Linked DNA regions of Triticum aestivum: region 1 is linked to region 2. A link is a contact called in public Hi-C data. All regions are on one chromosome and are shown on one strand. The core of a region is the stretch at or near the end of the contact, and the rest is flanking DNA. Distances in the headings are between cores, read along the strand shown. Region 1 holds the start of LOC123155693 (homeobox protein knotted-1-like 11). Region 2 has its middle 61 kb from the start of LOC123160861.

The links. Hi-C and Micro-C count contacts between places; a contact is called where the count stands out from the background.
Region 1: a Hi-C map of leaf shows a contact between it and region 2, with 6 times the contacts expected there. The contact joins the promoter of LOC123155693 here to the enhancer-like site in region 2. A contact is called at or near these places in 3 of 5 Hi-C or Micro-C datasets (leaf and an unstated tissue) and 1 of 1 datasets of contacts at active chromatin or transcription factors (leaf).

Annotation. Positions count from the first base shown.
Region 1 is chr7B:700,680,668-700,688,088 of IWGSC CS RefSeq v2.1, forward strand. It overlaps LOC123155693 (homeobox protein knotted-1-like 11), which reads left to right and starts at 2,149. Exons shown (of 6, transcript XM_044573845.1): 1 at 2,149-2,625; 2 at 3,269-3,389; 3 at 4,740-4,924; 4 at 5,014-5,145; 5 at 5,254-5,390; 6 at 5,495-5,996. The coding sequence starts at 2,326. The coding sequence ends at 5,498. LOC123155691 (probable LIM domain-containing serine/threonine-protein kinase DDB_G0286997) reads right to left here. Exons shown (of 9, transcript XM_044573843.1): 9 at 6,982-7,421.
Region 2 is chr7B:700,486,551-700,493,689 of IWGSC CS RefSeq v2.1, forward strand. No RefSeq gene overlaps it. Among protein-coding and RNA genes, the nearest start is that of LOC123160861, 61 kb to the right of the region's middle. Within about 2 kb of position 2,896, at least 7 of the 8 cell types and tissues checked have an H3K27ac peak or open chromatin away from gene starts, as enhancers often do. A contact at or near this core is called in leaf, where this site is marked.

The DNA.
Region 1 (7,421 bases), core at 899-3,398, 190 kb after region 2:
CAGTACACTGCATTTCAAAGGAAAAACTACAGCCACTCTAACCTCATGCAAATAATCTTTGATTTTTATATGATGCAATCAAACACACTTAGGTGGGAACAACATCGTATACTATCTGGGTGAACATGCATGGCACTGATATCATAGGTTTTTTTTTGTTCTCATGTTGTGCCAATCTATCTATAAAGAAGGACTTAGAGCAACTCTAGCAGACCCCGGATCCCGCCCCAACCCATAAAATAACCGCCAAAATGCGGGTCGGGGCCGAAAAAGCATCCCGATCAGAACTCGCATCCCGCCCCGGCCCGCAAAAAGTTTTGCGGGGCACGGCAAATTCTCCGCCCCAACCAGGGAAAACGAGCCCCCCCCCCCGCGGCTACGGTGCCCTGCATATAAGCGGAAGCGGTTGGTGGGGGGCATTTCATCCCGCGCTTTCTCCCACTAACCACCTCTCCTCCCCCCTCGGGCCGCTACCGGTCGCCGCCCAAGATTCCGGTGAGAGCAGCCGGCAGGAGCACGCCAGAAGGCCTCCACGCGCATGAGGCCTCCCTTCCCTTCCTCCCTGCGTCGGTGGACCGCCGGATTTGCAGATATGCGGTGCTTCATCGCCGACCACCGGATTTGGCTTTTTACCGGCCGCCAGTTGCTGCCCCAGGCGATGGAGTGGTCGGGGAGCCTCTCCCGCAGCCCAGGAAAGGGCACATCACCACATGCAGGCGCGGGTTCGTCCGCCCGCCGCCGCCGAAGGTTTGCGGGCATGGACTCGTCCGGCCGTCCGCCGGGCTCAGTGCTCACGCAGCGTCTTTGTGGCCTACCGATGCCGCTCATACAGTGCGACGACTGCCCGCGCCAAGTGCTGCGGCTCACTTCGGGCACGCCGAAGCACACCGGATGGGTGTTCTACAAATGCGAAAACGACGGGGTACGTGCACTTGCGGTAGCTCATTCCATAGCTCATTCTTAAGTTCAAGCACCGTAGCTCACTTCGAGATTGCTCAATCTTTTGTGTAGGACGATGGATGCTCATTTTGGTTTTGGGAAGGCCAATACATTGATTTGTTGATAGAAAGAAACTTAATAAATGTTAGTGCACTCCTTAGTACAATCGAAGGCAACGACGCGGCTGCATGTGCAACTAGAGGGGAAGCAACGTCGACTTCTTCGAAGCCAAAGATGAAGAATGAAGAAAGCATCAACAATGAACAAAACAAGATCAAGAATCCACAGATCAACAATGAGTGCATGGAGAAGATATTGCTTCAACTAGTGGAAGCAGTTATGGAAGTTGGAAATCTTCTGAAATGCATTCTTGTGGTTCTTGTTTTTTTTGGTTTTACTATTCTAGCCAAGATTTGATGATATATTTTGTATCTAAAGTTGTTGCAAAAGCAAATAAAAGCATTATGATAGATCAATCTAAGTTTTACGGGTCGGGACGAGCTGTGTCAGATCAGAACATGCATAAGCCGGCCCGTAAAAAAAGTATATTCCGCGAATATGTTCTTTTATGGGTCCATTATGCGGGGTCTGCATCCGTGCCAGCCCGCGCCGGCCCCCAAAAATTGTTTTGCGCGAACTGCAAATAAGTTATACGGGTCGGCGGGATGCAGGGTCTGCTAGAGTTGCTCTTAGAGGCCAAAACACACAATGGGACAATGGTGCACATGCATCCGAATTGCAAAGGAAAAAGAAAAAATGGTCAAATATTTTTTGGAACTTCTTCGGAACACGCATTGTCCAGTGTATTACCCGCGTGTAAAGTTCCGCAACAAAACGACTCTCGTGGTGTTATGAACGGATAAAAATAAAACCGACACTATATTAAGCTTGCTATTGGTAACAATTTGCAAAATAAAAGGTTTGTAATTGTAATTTTGTCTTTTCCGCCAACAATGGCACACTTGTCCCGAACTTTACACATGAGTGATACACTAGACAACGCTTGTTCCGATAAAATTACAATTTACTAAAGGAATGAAATAAATCTGGAGTAATTTTCGTCCGTATTTATTGGTGTTACTCCAGATTTATTTTTCTTATAATTTTCGTCAGACGAGGTAAAAGCTCCCTGTAGCGACTGTCGTACGAAGCACGTGGAAACGCGAATACATATGGCTGTGGTTCCTCCTCCGCGGTCCCCTCTGCCGCTGCACCGCTCCGCCTGCTCTGCCTGCCCGCCTGACTGCTACTGCTGCCGCCCTACACCTACACCTACACCTACACCCATCCGCCCGTCCTCCCCCACTTGACCCGGTGGTACCACTCGCCTCGTCTCGGAGCTCCCGCCTCGCCTCTCCTGCGCGCGCGGCGAGGGTACGGCCGGCCATGGCGTACCAGTACCACCACCAGGACCACGCGCTGGGGATGGACCCGGCGGCGGCGGCGGGGAACCCCGGCGGCGGCTTCGCGCCAGGCCTAGGCGCGGGCGGGTGGGAGAGGGAGAAGGCGGCCATCGAGGCGCACCCGCTGTACGAGCGGCTGCTGGAGGCGCACGTCGCCTGCCTCCGCGTCGCCACCCCCGTCGACCAGCTCCCCCGCATCGACGCGCAGGTCGCCGCGCGCGCCCCGCCGCCCGTGCCCCCCGCCGCCGCGCCCGCCGGCGGCGAGGAGCTCGACCTCTTCATGGTGAGCTGCTACCACCACCAGGCCTCCTCGCCTCACGCTCACGCCGCGTACGGACGCCCCGCGCCGGCTGGGCCGGGCTGCCCCGCGCGTGCTCTATGTTATGTGTAGTAGATTGACGCGGCGTGCGTGCGTGTGTGGTTCGAAAATTTGGGGATTGGATGGGATTTGGCGATGAAATTGCCCCGCTCGTGTTGGGACTGGGATTGGGATTTCAAACAGGCTAAGCCAGGTTACCTTTTTCTTCCAACGCACACAACATGTTTGATTGGTTGCGCACGAGCTCACATGGGATTATTAGCACTCGCTAACCTCCGCCGGTGGATTTGGTTAAAGTTAGCTTCTTCAACTATGAGTATTATGCTAGTTCATCCCTTGATTGCTACCCATCCCACCTCCAAATAATTTACTGCGTGCTCTAGGCTCTAGCTGTGAGCAACTTTGTTTCCTCAACCACAAGCGCCTCACCTCTGCGATAGAGACAAAAACAAACCCCAAAAAACAACTACAAGTGTCCCTTTGCTAGGCAAGCAGGGGCTCCTTCCTTTGCCTGGAAATGGCAATTCTCCTTGTGTAAAGGTTATTATCGACCACCTGCCTTTTTCTCTATATATGTGTTCTAAAGGTTCTGTTTTCCTTGTTGCAGACACACTATGTGCTGCTCCTCTGTTCCTTCAAGGAACAGCTCCAGCAGCATGTGCGCGTCCACGCCATGGAGGCGGTGATGGCCTGCTGGGAGCTCGAGCAAACTCTGCAGAGTCTTACAGGTACCATACATCATCTTAACTTCATCAGTTCAGCAGCAAGATATGTGCTTCTTAAATTCTCTAGGAAGAGGGTTTTACAATCTCTACACTACATGCTTATTAAGAGGTTGATAGTCACAGTAAGTACCATGCTACATGAGGGGCGCCGTTTCATAGGATCTCAACCACAGGGGAATTCTTTTTTAAAAGAAGGGATCCATTGCTTCTGCTCTCTGCATCCAGCGAGTACAAACATAACACAAATACTACCTCTGTACCAGAATATAAGAACTGCAAAAACGTCTTATATTTTGTTTTTCAACTCAACTAGAAAGAGCTCAATGACTGGCCATTTTCCTGTATTATTGCGCGTCGTGACAGAAAATATAGGTCATAATTCACACCCTTGTAGGTCCTATGAGATACTAGGTCCACCTTTATAGTAGTACCGGTTCCTTCTTATATATTATTATTAGTTACAAGAGTTGCAGACTTTGAGCTGTTGGACCTGGCTTCAAAGCTGTACCTTTTGAGATTTCAGTTCGGTGTATGTGGCAGTTATTCATGAACCTTGTGTTGCACCAACCATGCAACTGAACTGACAGTACCTTGCGTTCATAATCTTAGCTAAGCTGTCCTGATAAAGTCTCTCTTAATATGTCTACTGCAATTAGCTTCCACACGGAACAGTCACGGACTATATAATCGGGAACCATCACACAAGGGTTACCCTTTCAGATACTTTATGTTGCTTGTCAAAATGACATATAATCCATATAGGAAAAGAAGCCCCTTGCGTAGTGCAAAAAAAGTGTTGCATATTGAATAATGCTTCATCGTCAAAATGAACTGACATGGCTACAAAATTTCTAGTGGAATTGTACTTTACTTGAATTTAATTCATGGATATTGATTGTCTGCATATAGTACTGTTTTTAGTTCCTTTTGCTACGTCACATTTTCCACCATTCTGCCTATAGGCATCACGAGGCACACACCTATGAGAAAACCATGCCAATATCCAGTCACACTGGAAACTGGTGTCGCTGTGAAAACCAAAGGGAGTGATTTTTTTTTTTTTGTTGACAATAGAACTTTGCATAATCTGTTTGTATGTGTAATCATCAATCAGTTTACGATGAGAGGCATATGCTTGAACATGGAAGTTTGCCTTCAGATAATAATGAGAATTGTGTCAGAAAAAAAAATAGAGCAAGATTAAGCCTGGATAGGCTTAGTTATATATTGTACTGAAAAAAAAAACTAGAGCAAGAATAAGTACCTGCCAAGGCAAGACGCAATATAAATATGACCAGGATAAGTTGGAGATTGGCCAGTTCTGAGTTTTGCTAATATCGATTCTTCCTATAGGGGCATCTCCTGGTGAAGGCACCGGGGCAACTATGTCCGATGACGAAGACAATCCGGTCGACAGTGAGAGCAACATGTTTGACGGGAACGATGTGTCAGATGGCATGGGCTTCGGAATGCTAACCGAGGGTGAGAGATCCTTGGTCGAGCGCGTGAGGCAAGAGCTGAAGCATGAGCTTAAACAGGTAAAACTCGCTGCCTTCCATTCTGTCAGCTGCCACTATGTTGGTGTCCAAACTGAACTGTAAACAAAATTATTTTCCTGACTTTGCAGGGGTATAGAGAAAAGCTTGTGGACATCAGGGAGGAGATACTGCGGAAGCGAAGAGCCGGAAAGCTCCCAGGGGACACGGCGTCTACCCTGAAAGCTTGGTGGCAAGCCCACGCCAAATGGCCGTACCCAACTGTATGTGACAGACATCCCGCATATACCGTCATCGCCAGCAACTTTGTCACCATTTTACATGCAATTCTTGTTGTGCTACTGATGAGCATCGCTGGTGGGTATTGCTAGGAGGAGGACAAGGCGCGGCTGGTGCAGGAGACGGGGCTGCAGCTGAAGCAGATCAACAACTGGTTCATCAACCAGCGCAAGCGGAACTGGCACAGCAACCCTACCTCGTCCTCGTCAGACAAGAGCAAGAGAAAAAGGTACGGCGATCGGCCCAAAAACAATCCTTTCATCACATGCTTGAAATCGCTCAGGTTTTCATTCCCTCTCTTTCATTCTCAAAAAAAAAAAAGGAACAATGCAGGTGAGGGCAACGCCGAGCAGTCCTGGTAGGGCGGGTGCGGTCGGTCGGAGAGCGAAGAACGAAGAACGAATGCCCCCATATATGTACATAGCGCTTCCATCTTGGAGAAGGCTTTGATACTGCTATTTATTGCTCGGGAGACGACGTCGGCCGCTATTCGCGCGCGGCGTCTCCCCGAGGACCCAACCATCTGTGTTCCCCAAAAAGAAAAAAAAAACATGGTAGTAGTAATGTAATGCTGTAATGGAATTACCCGAGATGTGTACTAGCTGTTTTGTGGCGCGCCGCGGCGTCGCTGTGAGCGAGTGTGTACGGGCTGTTCCGTGGTGTGTGTGTCTGTGGATGATTGTGTGTTGCGTTGCCGTGGGACTGGTGCAAGTGTCGTGTGATGTGGTATGTGTTGTGTGTGGGTGGGTGCTGTATATTTGCGTACCTCTATGTGTACTGACCGTGATGCGTTGTTTGTCCGTTTTATCTCTCTATATATTGTCCGTTGTTTGTCCGTTCGGCATCCCAGCTGGTGCGTCCCAGCCGAGAGATTTGGCACGCGGAGAGGAGGAAGATCCGCGATGGACATGGGGATGCACGAACCGGACAAGGCTTGGTTTGCGGCGCTACCGGTACGACGATATCTCCGGCCGGATCCTCTCGCGCAGATCGAAAATACTAGACAGACGACACTCCATGCACGATGCATGCACGATTTACAATCAGATGGATGTGAAGCACTTTATTCCCTGATTCAATGGCTGGATGTGGAGCGTCGTTCATGCATCGTCCAAAAACGTCGTGTGTATAGCAGCTCTCCGCGCAGATCCCGGGAAGTTAACAAACGGAACCATCACATGCGCATCGTCCTCGTCGTCCCCCCGTCGTGGCACCCCCGCATGTGCCCCGGGCATGGGCGCCCCGGACTTCACTCGGCCGTGCAAAGTCAGCAGCATCCGAGATGGCATCGGCATGGGTGAGCCACGAGACCCAGGCCACAGAATCAGCAGAAAACCAAGGATGGACACGAGTAACAAGGGCCATAATAAGATTCTGAAAATGCAGGAATAGGAAAAGTACTTGATTCCTATATAGGATTAGTAAAGAGTGTTTGATGCCACATGAAAGACAAAGAAACTCTAATAGAAGGTTAGAGTGGATGTTTACATTTCCTACGAAATGTAGTAAGTACTCTATAATATTTCATATGAAAAACCCCTATGGAATTCAATCCTATTACGAACCCAAGGGACGACATAAGAAAAATTCCCAAGGACTTCCAAGGAGCCCTAAGAAAAATACCCTATAGGATTTCTTTGAATCAAAGGAGCCCCAAGTAGAGCAGCCGCAGCTCTTTCAGGCAGAAAACAGAGGGAACAACATGTTTTTTCCTCACAGGATAATAAAACAAAACAACTGGACCCTTTTTACAGAGACACCGAACCATTTCGGCATACATCACAAACACACGAAAAACACAAGCATATACAAGCAACATAGGACCTCAACTGACAGTTCCCAAAACTTGTATTACCACCACCCACATTACACAACCAGTTCATCACCACATTCTTCAGACTGACCCGACCAACAGACCGACCGAACCGACGACTTCCAAACAACTCGATTATTACCCACAAGAAAAGGAAGGGAAGAAAATAAATAAAATATCGGACTCTCTATAACTGACAATAAGACTGGCTTACTCAGCGCGCCTCTAAGCCAAAGCCAAAGGGGAAGGGTATAAATGAATGAATACGGATCTGGGACGACGACCGACCGACACTTCTAGACACGGGGAGGCTGGGAGGGAGGGCTCATGATTTTATGATTACAAGATATGAAACAATGAAGGGGTATGAACAGATAGATAGACACCCTAGGGACCGACCGACGCAACGAAAGAACGAAACCAACCATATATATAATATTTATATAT
Region 2 (7,139 bases), core at 1,646-4,145:
CTCAATGTCAAGATATATATGACAAAATCTCAATGGCAACATATCTCAATGGCAACACAACATAACAAAATCTCAATATAACATCCTAATTATATGACCGTATCTCAATGAGAATCAAGCATACAAAATACACAAATTATTAGATTATCTTTCAAGCAATCATCTATTTAAATCCATATACATAGCAACAAAAATTAAAATGCCCAACCCTACCACAAATGCCTTGTCTTCTCAATCCAACCATATAAACACATGCCTTCTCTTCTAAAGAATACATCATACCCACATGACCAAGCCATGGGCTCCCCTTTCTCAAAAAAGTGCAAAAAAAAACGAATCCTAGGGTTCCAAAAAGTATGAATTAATGCCACAAAAATAAAAGTTTCCAACCAAAAATAATTGGAGGAACCGATGGAGAATACCTCAAGAAACATGGGGGGGGGGGCTCAGATCCGCACCTTTGATGAAGAATATAGCCGATTTGGGGGTGATTTGGGTGAGGGAAGGAGAGAACTAGAGCTTCTGTAAGCGTCGCCACGAGGAGGAAGACGGCTCCTGCGTCTTGGGGTGTGTTGGGCTGCACCCGAGCCGGCTCGGGCCGGTTTACTGATCTCTAGGGGTAAACGCTAAGGGCCATGGCGTTTACCCCTTTGCCACGTCGGACGGTCAACCTGGCGGACCAGGGAGGTGGGTCAGACCTAAACGCCACGGATCGTGATGTCTTCAGTGCAAGCAGAACGCCGGGAATGTTGGCGTCTCGGTTTGGGTCAGATTCGAAAAAAGTTTTAAAAACAGGTTAAATCGTGCTAAACTTCGGCAGATGGGTCAAAACAGTAAAAAAGTCCTCACATGTCCTCCCGTCCCATCCCGACCTTCCGGGCACGCATTGTCGGCACGAGGCACAACACGAACAAGCCGACCGAGCCAATGCTCTATCGTGTAGGGCGGCACATCCTGGCCAGCATGCATGCTGGTTGTTTGCTGGCCGCGTGTGTGGGCCAAATTCACTGTTTTGACCCTTTTCCTTAACTTAAGCACGATCTGACCCTATATGCAAAGTTTTTTGGATCTGACCTTTTTCCTACCGCCATTGTCTATGGCGGTAGGGTAACACACCCTACCGCCAAGGCCTTTGGCGCTAGGACTTACCTGCACCGTCACTTTCATTTTTTGCAGAAAGGACCCTACCGCCGCAGTCGATGACGGTAGGACGTGTAGCCCTACCGCCATAGCCAATGGCGGTAGGGTCCTTTTTGCAAAAAATGAATCTTTTATTGCATGTGTGCCCTTATTATAATTACATGCATGCCCCTACTGCCAAAGACCATGGCGGTAGGGTCCTTTTCACACCGAACGGGCGTGACGGTGTAAGTAAGTCCTACCGCCAAAGGCCTTGGCGGTAGGATGTGCTACCCTACCGCCAAAGACAATGGCGGTAGAAAAAGGGTCAGATCCGAAAAAAAGTTGCACATAGGGTCAAATCGTGCTTAAGTTAAGGAAAAGGGTCAAAACAGTGAATTTGGCCGCGTGTGTGCTGGCCGTGTGCGTGCATGACGCGGCATGGGCGTGGCGCGGCCTTGACTTCCGACACGCGGTCGCCGCCTGAGCTCGTGAGCACGCCGCCTGCTCGCCTCCACTTAGAGCATCTCCAACAGCCGCGCTTCGCGCCGCGCAAAAAACCTGTTTGCCGCGCGCACTTCAGCTGGTTTAGCGCGGCAGCCAGCGCTGGCTCCAGCAGCCGCGCTATAAAGCAGCGCGCGCGACGCTCCAGCAGCGCGTAAAAATACAGCGCGCACGACTCGCCGGGCATTTTAACATATAGGCATTTTGAACACAAAATGAGTTTGAAACATTCATCAAAATGCAATGAACATGTGAAATTTGACACAAACAAGTTGATTCATAAAAGTTCATGCCCACAAGTTCAAAATCATGCCCACAAGTTCATCCAAGTCAAAATCATGCCCACAAGTCCGCCGCCTTGTTCTTCTTCGCGGATGTTTTGCCCTTCTTCGGCCGTGCCGCATTGGGGAGTTTCGACGGTGCGGCGGCGGCACGGGACGGCGCCGGCGCGACGCCACCCATCGCCGTGGTCATCCGCGGCGGCAAAAAAAGGCTGCACGCGAGGCCGACGCTCGGCGGAGCTCCGGCGGTGGCGACGCCAACGCTCCCCGCGCTAGGGTTTCCGGCGGCGGCGGGGGTCGCGGCTATACAACGGGGTGAGCGGGGTGCCGGTGTGCGTGTCCATGGGTGGCAGGGCGCCGGCGCGCGCGGGGCGTAGGAGGAGGAGAGGAGAGAGTGCGGCGCGAGCGCTCGAGTGTGCCGCGTGTGGAAGCGGGCGCCCCAAATACACCGCGCGGGATAGTGCTTTTGACTGCGCGCCCAACTCGTTATAGTGCGCGCGCGTTTTTTGCGCGCCCGCTGAAGCCACCCGCCGCGTCGCGCACGCTAAAACGGCCTAGTTTGCGGCGCGACGCTAGTTTAGCGCGGCTGTTGGAGATGCTCTTACAGCGAGTTGTTGACTCGCCGGTGTGGGTGCACATAGCATGTCCGATGAAATTTTACGTGCAGACAGAGAAAGTGGGTTAAAAGTAGGGATTGCAGTTGTTTTGCGGTAGAGAAAAAAAAACGAAGGTCAAGGCGGTCACGTTCGGACACCGCGTGCACGAATGTTTGAGGTTCGAAATTAGTCCATCCTTTGCTCTCGTATGCCCTGCATCGTCATGTACAAAACCCAATTCGATGCAGCCGCATCCCACGGGCCCGTAGGAACAAACCAACAAACCCGTGGCGCCAAAAACGAGGACGCACTGACTGCCGCATACCACACGCGTGTCGAGCCCCGAGTGGCCGCCGTGTCGCCTCCTCCGGGCCCCATCGCCGGCGGTCCCCGCTCCGCCTCGCATGGTCCGCCCAGCGTCCCCCGTCGCTGTCCGGGCCGGTCGGTCACGCGCACGCACCCGGGCCGGAGGGAGGGAGAAAAAGATGAACATCACGTCTCCCAGTCGCATCCATCCATCCGTCACGCTTGACCTTCCGCAACCAGCCGGCTGCCACTTTGAACCCCCTCCACAATCGGCCACAAGTGGATAATGGGCGCGGGATCCGCCCCAACTTGTTCCGGAAAGGAAACAGCGACCGGCAGCGACGATTGCGCACGCGCGCACGGCACCCCTCCCCGTTTCCTTGACCTTTCTCCACACGATATCGCCGTCGCCATGAGATTGTGACAAATCATGTGTGCCGTGATCGCCATTTTTTAGGTGGATATTTTATGATTTTATGGCCCAACCGTGCCGTGCAATCCAATTATCTATGCTTGTTTATGAGTGGCACCGGTCAGTGTGAAGATCAGGTCACAGAGAAAACACAACGAGAAGGAGACACTATATTAATATATTATATTATACTAAATCGACAACCATTAATATGGATAGGAGGAAATACGGATCGGATGGGATACTTCAATTTGCACGAGAACGACACGCCTGGTCCACAACACTCCACCGAGGCCGTCGTCAGCACGATACGGCTTTGCTTTCGTTGATTTAATTAAAATTATGGGCCGGCTCAACATCAACTTTTCATACTACTTGAAACTTTCTTTTGTATATATAAATAGATGTTGTTGACAAGTACCAACACTCCACATAGTACTAGTATGATTTCATTTTCCTCCCATAAACTAGGAGCATCGTATTGATCACCTGGTGCGTAACCAAACGATGCCATTGGACGGGACGCATACACTCAACTTCAATTCAACACACAATGCCAATATATAAACGTTAGGTTCGGGAAGAAGACCGTAATATCCAAACTGAACCTTAGGCTCGCGTTTTGTCGTGTTTTTCTTTTTAATTTTAACAGATCTAGAGCATAATTGGTTTGATGTCAAAAGTGTTTTGGCTAGAGATTGGTTGCTTGCTAATTTCATTGCCAAACTCATAAAAAATTGCCAAATGTTGGTAGCTTCTGATTTTGCCAAATGTTGGCTTGCCAAATGTTGGTAGCAAACCAATTATGCTCCCACTACTTCTTTTATCCTAGTTAATAAGAGGGTGTTTCGTTACAGGGACTAGACTAGAAAAAGTTACTTTTAGTCCTTATGTAACCAAACAGGAGGGACTTTTTTTACAGGGACTAGAAAAAGACTCTACTGAAGGGTCTTTTTTCTTTAGTCCCTGGCCCACCAAAAAAGTCTAGTCCCTTGCAAGCAAACACCCCCTAAGATGGCTCTTGAGTTAAGAAGAATTGAACTGGTGCATCGATATTTACTATTATGTTCTTTTTCCTCGACAATTTATTGACACATGCTTTGCCAAGAGGGTGGCACCAAAGGTCATTCCTGCCTCGACGGAGTTCATTCCTCTCTGTTAGTATCAAACAACTAGATCATGGCATGCAAGCCTTAAGTGTACCATTAGATTTCCCGGATCATAAATAATTCCATTATAATAGGAGTGAAATTCGCCTACTTTACCCTGATGAAGTTCCAACCCATTTAAAAATCCTTCAAAGTTACCCCCATTGAGTATTTGTTTTTGTTTTTTCACCTTGGTTAACATTTGAAATTGTTCTGCTAGGCAGAGCATCTCATCAGGCCGAAGTGGCGATGCCACATCCGACACGACTTTCTTTTGGATATCTCCTAGTCAAAAGGGGTGGTTTCACCATTCTTGTCATGAGAAAAAAACACTCCCCTCTCACTGGGGTTAGTTCCTCTCGCTGCCACTGGATGGCACTGAGACTCTTCCTCCCCCCGTCATTTCCTCCTGATCTGCATCCACTCGGGCCAATTCAGGGGTGACCATGCATTACTACTCGGCCTTGGAGGATTGCTATTATGGTCCAGACAAAGCCCATAATGTCTCACGGTCACACATGGAATATACCCAACTCTGAACTCATACGGTCCCATTGATACTTGGGTGGCATTCCCCACCAAAGAGTACACTCTGATGTCCCAATTAAAGCCAGTCCACCCTGATCGATTCATTAATTAGGTGGTAATTAACTAGTCAACCATATAGTAACCTTTTGAATGTTGATCCCAATCCATGATATAGCAGCTAAGCAATTACTTGTTGGTTACAAGGTCAGGGTGAAATGGACCTGCATTTCTTCTACTGGGTTCTGTCAAGCACAAAGTAAACTCGTATAGGGATTCCTAGTTGAAAACAACTACAATGCATGAAAAACATATGTTATCATCAAAGGTACCACTTGCCTGGTATTGATGATTCTTCACTCTCACGATCTTGATCAAGTTACTCTTTGTTGCCCGTATAATCTAGATTAAGTAAAGAGCAATCATAAACAACAAATATACAATGCAATCAAACATACAACAAGTGTTGTGCATGGTGTCAGTGTCATTGTGCTATTAGATCATGTGTCAGAGTTAACTCATAAGAGTTTGCTAAACAACATAGTGGTTGTTAATTGGAATACATGTGACGTAAGGGTTCGCATGCAAGTTTTCAAATACGGGTTCTTCACATAAGGAGTATGTGATGTCAAGTTGTGGTTGCCAGATTCTGCAAAAGGAATCTTGCAACTTGAGTCATGGTCTATGTATCTTGCACATCCAAATTCATGTTCAAGATTGAAATTCAAACTTGTTGACCTTTCACGAGTTTGAATGTACTAAGTGTTTGAAAATAATAACTTGGTCTAGCTTCCAATTCAATTTGGATTTGAGTTGGGGTTCATCTTATTTGAACTCAAATTAAGTTTAGATTTGCATTAAAGATTTGAATCCCTAAAGTTAAGTAATAATTCAAACTGATTCTAAAGTTTATTTATAGTTTTATCAAGTTTGAACTAAAGTCAACTATAAGTTCAAGATGATCTACTATGTGTAAATTATTTTCAAACTTTATTTAAGTTTGAGCTAAATTCAATTTAATTTTAACTTCCTAAAGTCAATTATCACTCCAAAATATTCACTCGGTTCAATTAATTTACTAAGTCAAATTACAAAAGTTTGTTCAAATTAAACCCAGGGTTTCAAGTTTATAACCGATATAGTTTGAATTTAATTCAAATATTATTTGAATTTTTATAAAGTCAAATAATTATCCAATTTTTTACTAAAGTTTATTTTGATTTTCTAAAACATATTGCAAATGGTTTATTCTATTTAGGTCTTCTATTTCTAAGTTAACCTAAATAGGTTTAAATTTCATTTGAATTCTAGCTCCTACTGAATTCTCTCTAAAATCAATTTTTTAATTATTCATATTTGAACTAAACTAATCTTGGTTGAAACTATATTTCACTAGGTTCATTCTACAAAAAGAATCAATTTATTTGTAATTCTAAATTGCAAATTATGCCCCAATTAATTTCTAAATCTTTTAAATTTGAATTTTTAAACTATTCAAAATTCAAAATTTTATTAGTTAGGTAAAAGTGCATTTCCAAAGGGTCATTTTGCAGAAAGTTTCACTCAATTTTGATCTACAAATAAAACGTTGTGAATGTTTGAAGTTTTTTTTTGAAGATAAACGTTGTGAATGTTTGAAGTTCCAGGGGTTTTCTGCAAAACTGCCAATTAGTTCAATTAAACAGAAAATGTTCTCGATAATGTTTCGGATAAGGCTGTACACATGGCGGCTTCTAGTTGGGTGATATTGTTTCGAGTTTAAGTGAGTGTGTGTTCACCGTTGATCTAAAATGGACAACCAAGATTTGATCATAGGGCTAGGGTTTCAGAGCTCACTGTAGTTTACTCGCTAGAAAACACGAGGGCGGCGGCGGACGGCGACGCTGCGCTTGGGAGTTGCCGAACTTGGCATTCCACATGTCTGTAGGGACGACGAGGGGCTCGGGTTGATGCGGAATACGATGGTGGGTGATAAACCACAAGTATATGGGATCGTTTGTAGCCTTTTCCGATAAGTAGGAGTGTCGAACCCAACGAGGAGCTAAAGGTAGGATTTATATTTTCTTCAAGTTCTATCAACCATCGATACAACTCTACGCACATCAACATTTGCTTTACCTAGAAATAAACAATTAACTACTTTGTGTGTGTAATGGGATAAGTTTGCAAGATAACAAAGAATGTGAAAATAAAAGTTAGGTGTTGTTTTAATAAAAGAAGAATTAAGCTAGTATAGCGAGTGTGGAAA